2 separate regions of the Anas platyrhynchos genome follow, and region 2 is linked to region 1. A link is a contact called in public Hi-C data. All regions are on one chromosome and are shown on one strand. The core of a region is the stretch at or near the end of the contact, and the rest is flanking DNA. Distances in the headings are between cores, read along the strand shown. Region 1 holds the start of BCL9 (BCL9 transcription coactivator). Region 2 overlaps GJA8 (gap junction protein alpha 8).

Region 1 (5,261 bases), core at 1,259-3,758:
GGAGCAGCATCACCCAGTAATGCTGTATGCAATGAAAGCTAGTTCAGGAGAACAAGCATAAGCAAAGTCTGTTCTGTGACATCTGCACATTACCAGTGAGCTCCAGGAATGCAGTATGAAAATATAACCCTAACCTATACAAGAAAATACAGATGGAGGATACAGCTTATATTAATTCACTGTAATGGCTCCCAGATCTACTGCTTAGAGCAGTTAGTAAGTGCTGCTGGACTGTAAGAGCCACAAAAACCTCTCCACTACTTTTTGGTAGACACTGCATCAATGCCTTGGCTTCATACAACACTGCACATACATATGGGGCGAACCCACTATGAGAATGATCAAACCCTGGCACAGGTTGCCCAGAGAGGTTGTGGGGTTCACATCTTTGGAGATATTCATATCCTGGCTGTACATGGTCCTGGCAACTTACTCTATGTGGCCCTGCTTGAACAAGGAGGTTGGACCTGATGATCTCAACAGGTTCCCCTCCTACCTCAATGATTCTGTTATTCTGTATCAGATAAAAAATCGTAAACTACATAAAGAATTGTTCCGGTACAGATGGACTGATCACGGGATAAGCTGTGTGACAGGGATGCAAATCTAATGAGCTGGAGATCATGAAGAAAGTTGGAGAGTTTTACAGCATGTCCATGTCATTCTTGCCTATATTGCTACCTTTCAGTAGTCTCTGAAAGTTCTTTTCAGTTCGTGGCCACCAGAAAACCTGGCACAAGTAGAGTCTGTTATCTGGGAAAAAGTACTGGCTTTCAGTGTTCTGCTGCACACTTACATATCTCCAAATCAGCTATCAAAATGAAAAGAGTCTTTTAGGTGCACAGTGGATACATGTTGTATCATCTTTCCAGATTCTTTTGTAAAGCCTGTCACTACTGAATAAAACTGCTCTTTAAACAACCCTTAAATGAAATGCTGCTGTAATGAGAACTAGGTTTGGAGAATCACAGCAACTGTAACTTTCTGTTACTATCAATTATCATGTTCTGAAGCAGGTGTGGAAGTCATACCCAAAGGCGGGTAGGAGATAGTGGAGTGTATGTTTAAAGATTAGGAGATGTCTTTAGGCTGTATTTGAATTGTAACTGAGGAAAAAGACTGGAAGACTAAACTAGAAGAGACTTGTCATAAATATATAAAGAGCAATGAAGATCAAAACCTCCAAACAGTATAGCAATGGTTGACCCAAAATGACTCATCTGATATTAAAAGCCAGTCTGGTGCTCAATCTCACCTCCAAAATGAATGAGCACATCTATTTTTTAAACAGGAGTCTGAACATGGGACATCTGCACTTCTACGTTTGGAAGCCTAATCCTAAAAGCAGGGGAATACTTCCTGAATGCGCTTCTCTTGGACCATCTGAGGTCACGCAGAAGTCAGGCAGTTAAATACGCACTGCTACTCCAGTTCTGACAAGCAGCGAACTAAACTCCCCAGAAAGAGGGCTCTTCCAGTTCTCCCTTCCCTTCTCCCACTGGAAGCCCTGTCCAGGCACAGGCAGCGCACAAGGTACAACACAGCATCAGACCAAATGAATGTGCTTTCTGTAATGATTCTTCTTAACCTACCTATTTTAAAATATTTTGCATGTACTTGATTTCTTCCACTTTTAAAAGCCCATCAGAAAAACTTGTTAGCAGTGTCCCACTGCGAGAGAAGGCAGAAGGGGATTTTTAACACAGAAATACCACCAGCTGTGTGTGGGATTACTGTGTGCTCAGGTATGAGATGCTGACACAGTTTATGTCATTCAGTCGCAGAGGACAACAAGGACTGTGACCGATCTGCAGCTGGACACACCCTCTACTAGAGCTACGGAGGCCTATTTCACACAATGCCATTAATCATCTCCTTCTGGCAAGCACTGTGATCTACGATGGCTGCAGATATGATACTTTAGAGCCCAAATACTCTACAGCTAACTCTCATCCATCAGTGCTGCCAGAAGTGTTCCCGCTCGTGGCCAGAGTCCTGTCCGGTACCAAGCAAAGCAGTGTCTCACCTCTGGTGGCAGCTGCAATTCTCCTTTACACATGGCTTATAGGCTCCCACGGCGTTGTTAATGCGGTCAGTTATCGTCTTCCAGTTGGCATCTGAAACACACAGGAAGGAAAAGCCAAAAGCTCATTCGTGAAACCGCCGGGGCGACCTGCGGGTGCCGCGCAGCGGACCAGCATCACCCAGCCCGACCCCCCTGCAGCCGCGCTCACCTGCCGGGCCGCCCGCCGCCACCCCCGGTACCGGTGCCGGTGCCCGCAGCGCCCCCAGGGCCAGCAGCGCCCAGAGGGGCAGCGCCGCCCGCCCCATGGCGCCGCCGTGCCGCCGGGGGGGGGGGCGGAGACGGCCCGGCTACAAATGGCGGCCGCGGCCACCGCTGGCCCCCCCCTCAAAATGGCGGCGGTCGTTGGGCGCCATGGGAGCTGTAGTTTTTGCCGTGCCTCGGCCCGGCCGCGCTCCGTGGCGGCGCTGCTCCCCCAGCACAGCCACCGCGCCGAGCCCCTGAGGGCTGCGTGTGGCCGGGACCCGGTGGGCAGGGTCCTCCGTGCCTCCCCCTGCCGTGTGCTCCCAGGAGCGGGTTGCCTGCAGTGGCCATGGGGCAGTGTTGAGCCATGGGGTGGCTGCGTTGAGGTGCCTGGGCCCAATCTGCCCCTGCTGCCCTGCAGGGAGCGGTGGCTGCTGCCCCTGAAACTGGTGGTGGAGCTGCTGGTTGGCACTGGAGGCTGCCCTGCAGCGTGTGCGACCCTCTGTGGGCTCTCGTGGGTCACGTCGTGGCAGCTTTAACCCACAGGAATAAGGGCGCCAATGTGGCAGGGAGTGTTGTCAGGAACCTGGTTTCCCCAGCATGAGACCTGCCTATCGCACGGCAGCCATCCCGGTGTCTGTTTCTCCCCAAATGCAGGAACTTTGACTGCATTACTTGGAGTAAAACAGGGCCATCTACTGAAAAAATAACCAATGCCTAGAGAAGAGCTGTGTGTGTTTATGATACTTCCTCCGAACCTCTTAGCTTTACTCATTTACAGCTCAGGAGTCTCATGAGGGTTATGCAGCTGGTGCGTACCTAGCAGACCTCAGCCAGCCTGAGGGGTTTTTGGAACTTCCCTGGACACCTGAATTCATCAAACACTTCATCCAGACTGTAAGTAAGAGGCTCCTTCTCCTGTTATAACTTCAGGGGTGGATGGGGAGGGGGAAGCAGTCTCAGATGAAGAGAGTGGAGGTGGATTTTACCACAGAGGATGTCTGGAGATGGTGGTTTTATCAGCTGTCTTCACTAACACTCATCAGTAGCTCTAGGCTTGTTCTGGCCAAAGAGTAACAGTTGCTGCCTTTGCGCACGGTAGGAAGCCAAATAGAGCTGCAGGGAAGTACCCAAGAGGAAGGAAAAATAGAAGCCCATGCGGTTGCCTCTGCTTTATTCAATTTGATTGTTTAGAGTTAAGACATGGTTGTTACTGTGTAGGAATAATAGTTGAGATTGGTTTGTGTAAACTTTTCTGCAGCTTTGGGAAAGTGGACTAGAAGAAAAAAGGGAAACAATAGGACTGAGTGCCATCAGTGTACCATGTAGGACCCGCTCTATTCAGAATGGTTTCTAAGAATGCAGTCTTCAGAACTACCTCCTGCTTAATGTTTCGGTCAGCTCAGTCGTATTTATCCAGCCTTCAGGAGACAGGCTCATTAATCCACTGCTGGATATAATAACCATGCTGATAAGCAGCCAAATTAATATAGGTTATAGTGCTTTGGGCTAAGCAGACGCTATCCTAACATGAATCCAGACCATTTGATTGATCTTTCTTCCCAGGTTGAATGTGGGAAGGCCTGTCCCATCTTCATTGTCTCTCTGTATCAAACTGTGAATGCTAAACCTTCATCTTTCCTGGTCCAGATTTATTTTGGTGTTCTTCGATGCCAGGAGGAGGTGCTGTGGCCCCTCATTAAGAGGAAGGAGTTACATTTACATAAAGCTGATATCTATAATGTGAAGGCTGAGTGATTAGCCACACAAGCCACCAACTGGGAATGAAGGCTTTTTTTTTTGTGAGACTGAAATGGTTATGTAGGTAACTGTAGGTTTGGGTGGAGAAGTAGCTACCAGAAAGCAGACCCAAGAGAAAAAGCATGTGCTGAGGAAGAACATTGAAGGTTCCCCCTGGACTGATGATTTCTGGAGATTAGAAGTTCTGCTGAATCTGCAAGAGCTGATAAACATGGGCACCAAGCATTGCCTAAATCTGTGCAAGGCCAGTAGATGCTATTATCAACAGATAGTTGCATGACTAGAGGACAGGGGTTCCTATTTGCAGGCTAAGACTAGTGGCTTGTATGTGCATCCATTGAAGTAAATGACTTTGAGGGACTTTCTGAACAGCTGCATGGACACCTGTGGGTCACCACAACCCCTGAGTGTACAGCTGGTGTTGTCCTCCAAGAGTTGCTCCAGCTGGGTGATTGTATGAGTGAAGTATAAGGGAGTAAGTGCATGTTGTATTATCTGCTATCGGTAGTAATAGCTTCGTAGAGTGAAAAACTTGAGTATTTCTGGCTATCTCATCCCAAACTTGTGTTGCATAGCCAAAGAGTTTTTGATCAAAAGAGGAAATTATTTCTTTGTTTTCTGCTAGGGTCCCTCTGTTTTCCTTTCTGCACAGGACTTACTTTTTCCCTCTACTGGCCCTTCTACAGCTACAGGAGTTGTAGATCCCAAACTGGAGGCTAGCCTTAAGACTTGCCCAAAAGTATGAACCTTCAGTAAGTAACACGATATAAAAATTGCCAAAATACGTGTATTTGCCTCTGATGGTCTTTCTCACTCTTAGCCATTTCTACAAAAACTAATCCAGCCGTTATTTCTAGCATCATTTTCTGTCTCCCTCAAGTTCCAGACCAGAATTTCCTGCTTCTTCCCCGGCTCACTGATGGAGACATCAGCGTGCTGTTCCAACACTTTTTCTGGTTGTTTCTCACAGCTCCCTGCTAGTCTGTTACACAGCCAGTAGGACTGTTGTAGTTTGCTCTGTAGCAAAGGTTATTTCGGGTGCTTTCTCTGAGGCAAAGAGTAGGAGTGGTAGTCAGCATAAATGTTTAATAGGCCCTGAGAGCTAAGACTTTAAGATGAAGCTCCTTTTGAAGCTACATTTACAGTCTCTGCTCTCCCAGGCTTTGTATAATGAAAGCACCCCAGGCTACTGTGGTGTGGTTTTGGCATGTGCTGCAGTTTCCCCCAAGCGCGT
Region 2 (5,261 bases), core at 1,823-4,322, 160 kb after region 1:
TTGCAGCAGTTATTTGAATACTGATATTCAGTATTGTTAATTAGAAAATCAGAATTCAAAATCACAAGCAAGAGACCAGGTAATACCTTTTCTTTTTCTAGCCTGCTTCTGCCATCTCAATCTTTGTTAGGGCTATAGACATTGATTTTAACACTCAGTCACACAAGCCATCCCAGCATCTTTTACAATTTCTTATAGCTGTAGGATCCTGGGCAGGCAAAGCCTCAATGAATATAAAATGGAAAGGGATGCCACGACTGTATGCAGCTGAAGATGATATATTAGAATGGACTTGACTTCTGTATTGTGCTTCTGTAAAGAAGGACATACTTTTGAAAGGAAAAGCTGGGGCTGCAGCTGAATATACCTGACACCACTCAGCAGAGCTGATGTACAGCAGCAGGATTAGAAAGCCAGACCTGCTGCTTCCTGGGCTGGAGCAGGGTGACAACTTATTACTGTTTGCATCCTCTCTTCAGAGCTTCAGGGACGCTCTTCCTCTCTTAAGGGACCGGAGTCACAAACCATTAAAATACATGCCTGTGTTTTGCTGAGGAACCATCTGTAGTAATACCTGCATTCACTGTAATGGTATTTATCGATCAGACAAGAATGGGGGCGCGTGGTGCTGAGAAAGTAGAAGAGTTATTGACAGCTGCTGTTCCAAAGTGGGACTCGCTAAAGTAGTAGCTGCTGAAAGTTTGCCAGGTCTGACACAGAATGAGGGATACCCAAAGAGTCTTAATGCTCCTTGTACAAGGATCCTAATAATGCTTTAAACCATATTACTGTTAATATTTATTCTGAGTAGTAACAGGACTCTAAGGGATTGCAGTTTGCTGGAAATAATGGAGAAAAAAAGTTTCTTCAAACTGGAAGCCCTTCAGCCCTAGCATCTATATATTCTACATATTCTTCCTGCTTCCCTCCACCTTGCTGTTTATTAATTTGAAGCCAAATTATCTCAGAGAATGCCCAAGACCTTTGGATGGATGATTTATCTGGATGAGTGGGTTATCTTCCTAATCAGGAAAAGAGAACGACTGGCTCAACAGTTTCCAAGTTCAATAACATCCTTCTTAATAAATTGCTGAGGCATGAGAGGTTTCCGTTCCTTGCTGGCATCTTTACACTGTGCCCAAAGAAACAATCATATCAGGTTCAGGAAGCCAAATGACTGAAAGGGCAGGGAAACAGGAACCGTCCCCACGGATGTCCTCCCCAGAGAGGCTGGGAACGTACTCTGCTGTGGGAAATGGGACGCTGAGGTCGGCCAGAGTGCACGGCAGGTATGCTCATCTCTTGGGACAGGGAGAAATAGGGATGGTGGCCTGTTCTGCCATTCCTCCCACTGCCCTGTCCTGCTTATGAGCTTTCCTGAGCCACCTCCATGCCTTGTGTGCATGGGGCACCTCCACTGCAGAATGATGCGGTGTGGAAATGAAGGCAGGGAGATAAAGGTGGAGAGTGGGTGGTGACAACGCTCCTGAGAGCCCTGAGCCTACCACTCAGCAAGGCAGGCCTTGGTGGTGTTAGGAGAGCCCAGAAGAAGGGAGAAATGACTAGGGAACGAGCCCCCAGCAGAAACTGAAAGGCAACAAACCTTGTGGACAGGGAGGTAACACAAGAAGTTTCCAGACGTGCCCTCTTGTTCAGGTCCTTCAGAAGCTTGGTCCCTTCCAGCATCTCGTGCCTGAGAATGTTAAGGGATTGTACAAACAGCCTTGATAAAACAAACACACAGATCTCTGCAAGGGTTGGGGAAATATGAGCCCCTATTTTACTGGCAGGCCTGGAGCAATTATTACCAGAAGTGTTATCAGGTACGTGTTCCTCCCGTCCCTGGATCCGCTTTTTGTAGTACAGATTGGCGGTAAGCGATGTGTTCCCTGAGTGCTCTGATACCTCACAACAGTTAATCTGTCTCTCTGAGGAGGATCTCAACAGCAGTGGAAAGGACATAATGTAGAAAATATGTAGAGAGAAATTTGAGTCCAGGGGCCACCTAAGTATGCAGCTGCCAGTCTTCTCAGTGATGCCTTCCAGCTGATGTGCTGCACCTCCATGTCTGACCAGGGCAGGTTCAGGGCAAGAGAAGGGGCTAGGTGAGAGGACACATGGGGACCCAGGAAAAGTATTTTCTCTATGATGGCTCTGTAATGCACATGCTACACCTTGCCTACAAGCTCTGTGCCCGGTCCCAGCACACCTGTTCAGAAATAACATCTGCTTTAGGGTGAGAACGTGGAATTTCTGACCTGGGCACTGTTGTAAAGTCTGTGAAGGAAGCTCAGTCAAGTTCTAAGTGAAGTCATGCCGAGCAGTGAAATCATGTGTCTAAGATTATTCTTCTCTTCCTAGTGCTGTTTGTGCTTCTGCTGCGGTACTACGACACCTACCTTTGACCATTGACAGCGTATCTCCTTTGCCTTGCAGTTACTTCGTGAGCTCAGTTCAGATTTTATTATTAACTGTGCTGTTATTAAAGGGGAAATCATGCAGGTCAGTTGGTATACATCACAAATGTTTGTTGGGTAAGGGATAGAGATTCAAGAGAAAACACAGACTATACTAGCAAAAGGAGTGCTTTGTCAACAAAGTCGACACTGTTTACATAGGTAAAATCAATGCCATAAAAAAGTGATCTTCACATCAGCTTATCTACATCTATTTAACCACTAAAAAGGTACTATAAAAATTGTATTCCAAGCATATCATCTTAAGATCAACTGCATCATCTTAACTTTCCTGTGCTCGCCTTAGTCTTGTATCTGCAGAAAAGGTCTAAGACATGAGGGAAGAGAAAGGTAGGGTGCAGACATAGCGTACCAGACACCTTGTGCCTTCTTTCTCAGCCATTGCATCCCTCGGTTTCCCCTGGCGCTGTGCAGTGCATGAGTGAGAAAACACCGCCCGCTAGTGGTTTAGGATGCGGCAGCCCGAGAGACCGCTTGGCAGAGGCTGTTTCCTATTTTTGCTTTGCTGATGCCGCTCCAGCGGTTCTGCCGAGATGAGGTGGGTGGCTCTTATTGCTCCAAAGATAAAATCAGCATCTCTGGAAAAGGTCAGCGCTAAACTGTGTGAGAAGAAGAGGTTCTTACTGGCAGTGCCGTGGGTCACTCGCATGCTGTTTTTCATGGTTAGCTTTAATGTCCAGATGAAATGCTCTAAATAAGGCACGGCATTTAATCTCACAGTTGCGATAGTAGGAGAACGAATTGTGGTTACGAAATGTGGTTACGTTAAGCATGAAGCTCTAAATCCACAGCACGTTCAGAGCAATCACTGCTTACTGAAGTGAACTATAAAGCAGTGACCATCCCAAAGCTTCCTTGAGGACAGCCCTCCTTGCAGGGCAGCCAGAGGGCGTGGAGGCACCTCTGCTAGCCTGGGACGAGCTAGCCCCAGCATGGGAAGCAGCATAGCACCAGTGTGCTTCACGCTGCCCCAGCTCATTAGCCCCACTCTGGAGAGGAGATAATTAGCTCAAGTGGAACACGTTGCTGACACAGCAGACCTGCTTGCAGACCTGAGCTGATATCTGCCCAGCTCAGCATTGCGCTGTGTGGTGTAGGCAACTCAGGATGTCCAGGCTGAGTTTTCAGGGTGGGTGGCAAGATACTTTTATTTACTGAAGATATTTCTTGGAGACAAGTGCCAAGAAATCATAGAAGCGTAGGGCCAAAGACCTCAGAAAGCCTCCCCCTTCCCTTCCAATTGTTTTCCTTTTTATGAGATAAGATCATTCTTAACAGATGTTTGTTTACCTCTTCATAAAAACCTCCTGTGATTCTACAGCCTCCCCAAGCAGTGTGCTGCAGTGCTTTGCTGTTCTTACCGCTGCAAAGTGTTTTTCTAATGTTTAGCTATATCATCTTTATTGCAAATTAAGCTGATTATTTCTTCTTCTACTTCTGGTGAATGTGGAGGACAACTGCTTAGTCTTTCTACCCATTATAACAAATGTTTATGTGCTGGAAGACTGTTACCATGCTTTCCCTCCTGTTGTTCTTTTCCTAGAGAAAACAAACCCAGTTCTTTTATCCATTCCTTATAAGTCATGTTTTTTTTTTTTCTTTTTTTTTTTAATCTCTTATCTTTTTTTTTTTTTTTTTTTTTTTTTTTTTTTGCTTTCGGACTTTCTCCAATTCGTCAACATCTTCTGTAAAATGTAGTGCCTGGAACTGGACATACTGTTCCTGCTGAGAGCTCAGCACTACCCAGTAAATGCACAGAATAATTGCTTCCTTTGTCTTATACACAAAACTCCCCTTAAAGCACTTCAGAATGAGATTTGTCTTTTTCTGTGGGAATCTCACTTAACAGACTTGTATTCGGTCCCACCCCAGCCCTTTCTGTGCTGCACTGCTGTCAAAATGGTCATGATCGACTTTGGACCAGTGTGTTTGGTGTCTGTGCCCTCATCATTTCTGAATTATACCTTGATGCAATCACCTCTGCAGGCCACCTCGCCAGTGTCTCCTGTTCATTTCAACTTCTGATCTCTCCCATCCCTCTGCCTTCAGAAGGGATGGCAGACCCCAGCCCAGCTGACATCCTTTCCCTTTTGTCCTCCGTTTTGTTGTCTGAATCACTCAAGGAAACGCAGACCAGCCCTGGGGCCAGAACTTCAGGGAGGTGATCCTCCCATCTGGCAAAGCGAAGCCCTGATAATTACCCTTTCTTATGGTACTTCAACGTGTGTAGATGCTGCACAGTGGTCTGCTTGCTGCTCTGGGGGGGGTCTGTGATCTAGGTATTTCTGAAATGCTCACTAAAGTCAACATAGTTGATATCTACCATTTCCTTCTCATCTACCAGACCTATTAGTCAAAGAAGAACATTAGCCTGGTTTGACAAGGTTTGTTCTTCAGAATTCCCTGCTGGTTGTTTCTTATCACCTTATTGTCCTTTAAATACTTATAAATTGATTGTTTCATAATTGGCTCCAGTATCTTTCTAGGTATCACAGGCTGACTGGCCTGTAATTCCCCAGGTCCTCTTATAACAGTAATTTTCAGAGCAGAACTGCATTTAAGTTAAAGAGATATTGAAAGGCATTCCACTTTTGCTCTGCTTATCTTTATTCATTGTCTAGTTTTGTTCCATCCCTTAAATTAAAAACATATTTCCCATAAGTATTTATCTTCCACTTGAGCCCCAGATTAATCCAACCCTGAGTTCACCTTTTCTGTTACTTGCATACTTCCCCAGTTTCCCTCCTTCTTGATGCTTTATATTTTTCTCCCTCTCTTTTCTTT

Evidence for each region. A called contact is a pair of places that touch in the nucleus more often than the background predicts.
Region 2: a Hi-C map of liver shows a contact between it and region 1, with 2.6 times the contacts expected there. The contact joins the enhancer-like site here to the promoter of BCL9 in region 1. A contact is called at or near these places in 4 of 8 Hi-C or Micro-C datasets (liver, skeletal muscle and subcutaneous adipose tissue).

Annotation. Positions count from the first base shown.
Region 1 is chr1:97,285,854-97,291,114 of IASCAAS_PekinDuck_T2T, forward strand. BCL9 (BCL9 transcription coactivator) reads left to right here and starts at 2,509. Exons shown (of 10, transcript XM_038184617.2): 1 at 2,509-3,163. It overlaps POGLUT1 (protein O-glucosyltransferase 1), which reads right to left and starts at 2,395. Exons shown (of 11, transcript XM_027449355.3): 1 at 2,235-2,395; 2 at 2,027-2,117. The coding sequence starts at 2,331.
Region 2 is chr1:97,440,624-97,445,884 of IASCAAS_PekinDuck_T2T, forward strand. All of the region lies in intron 11 of GJA8 (gap junction protein alpha 8), which reads left to right. Among named protein-coding and RNA genes, the nearest start is that of GPR89B, 21 kb to the right of the region's middle. Within about 2 kb of position 3,073, at least 1 of the 8 cell types and tissues checked has an H3K27ac peak or open chromatin away from gene starts, as enhancers often do.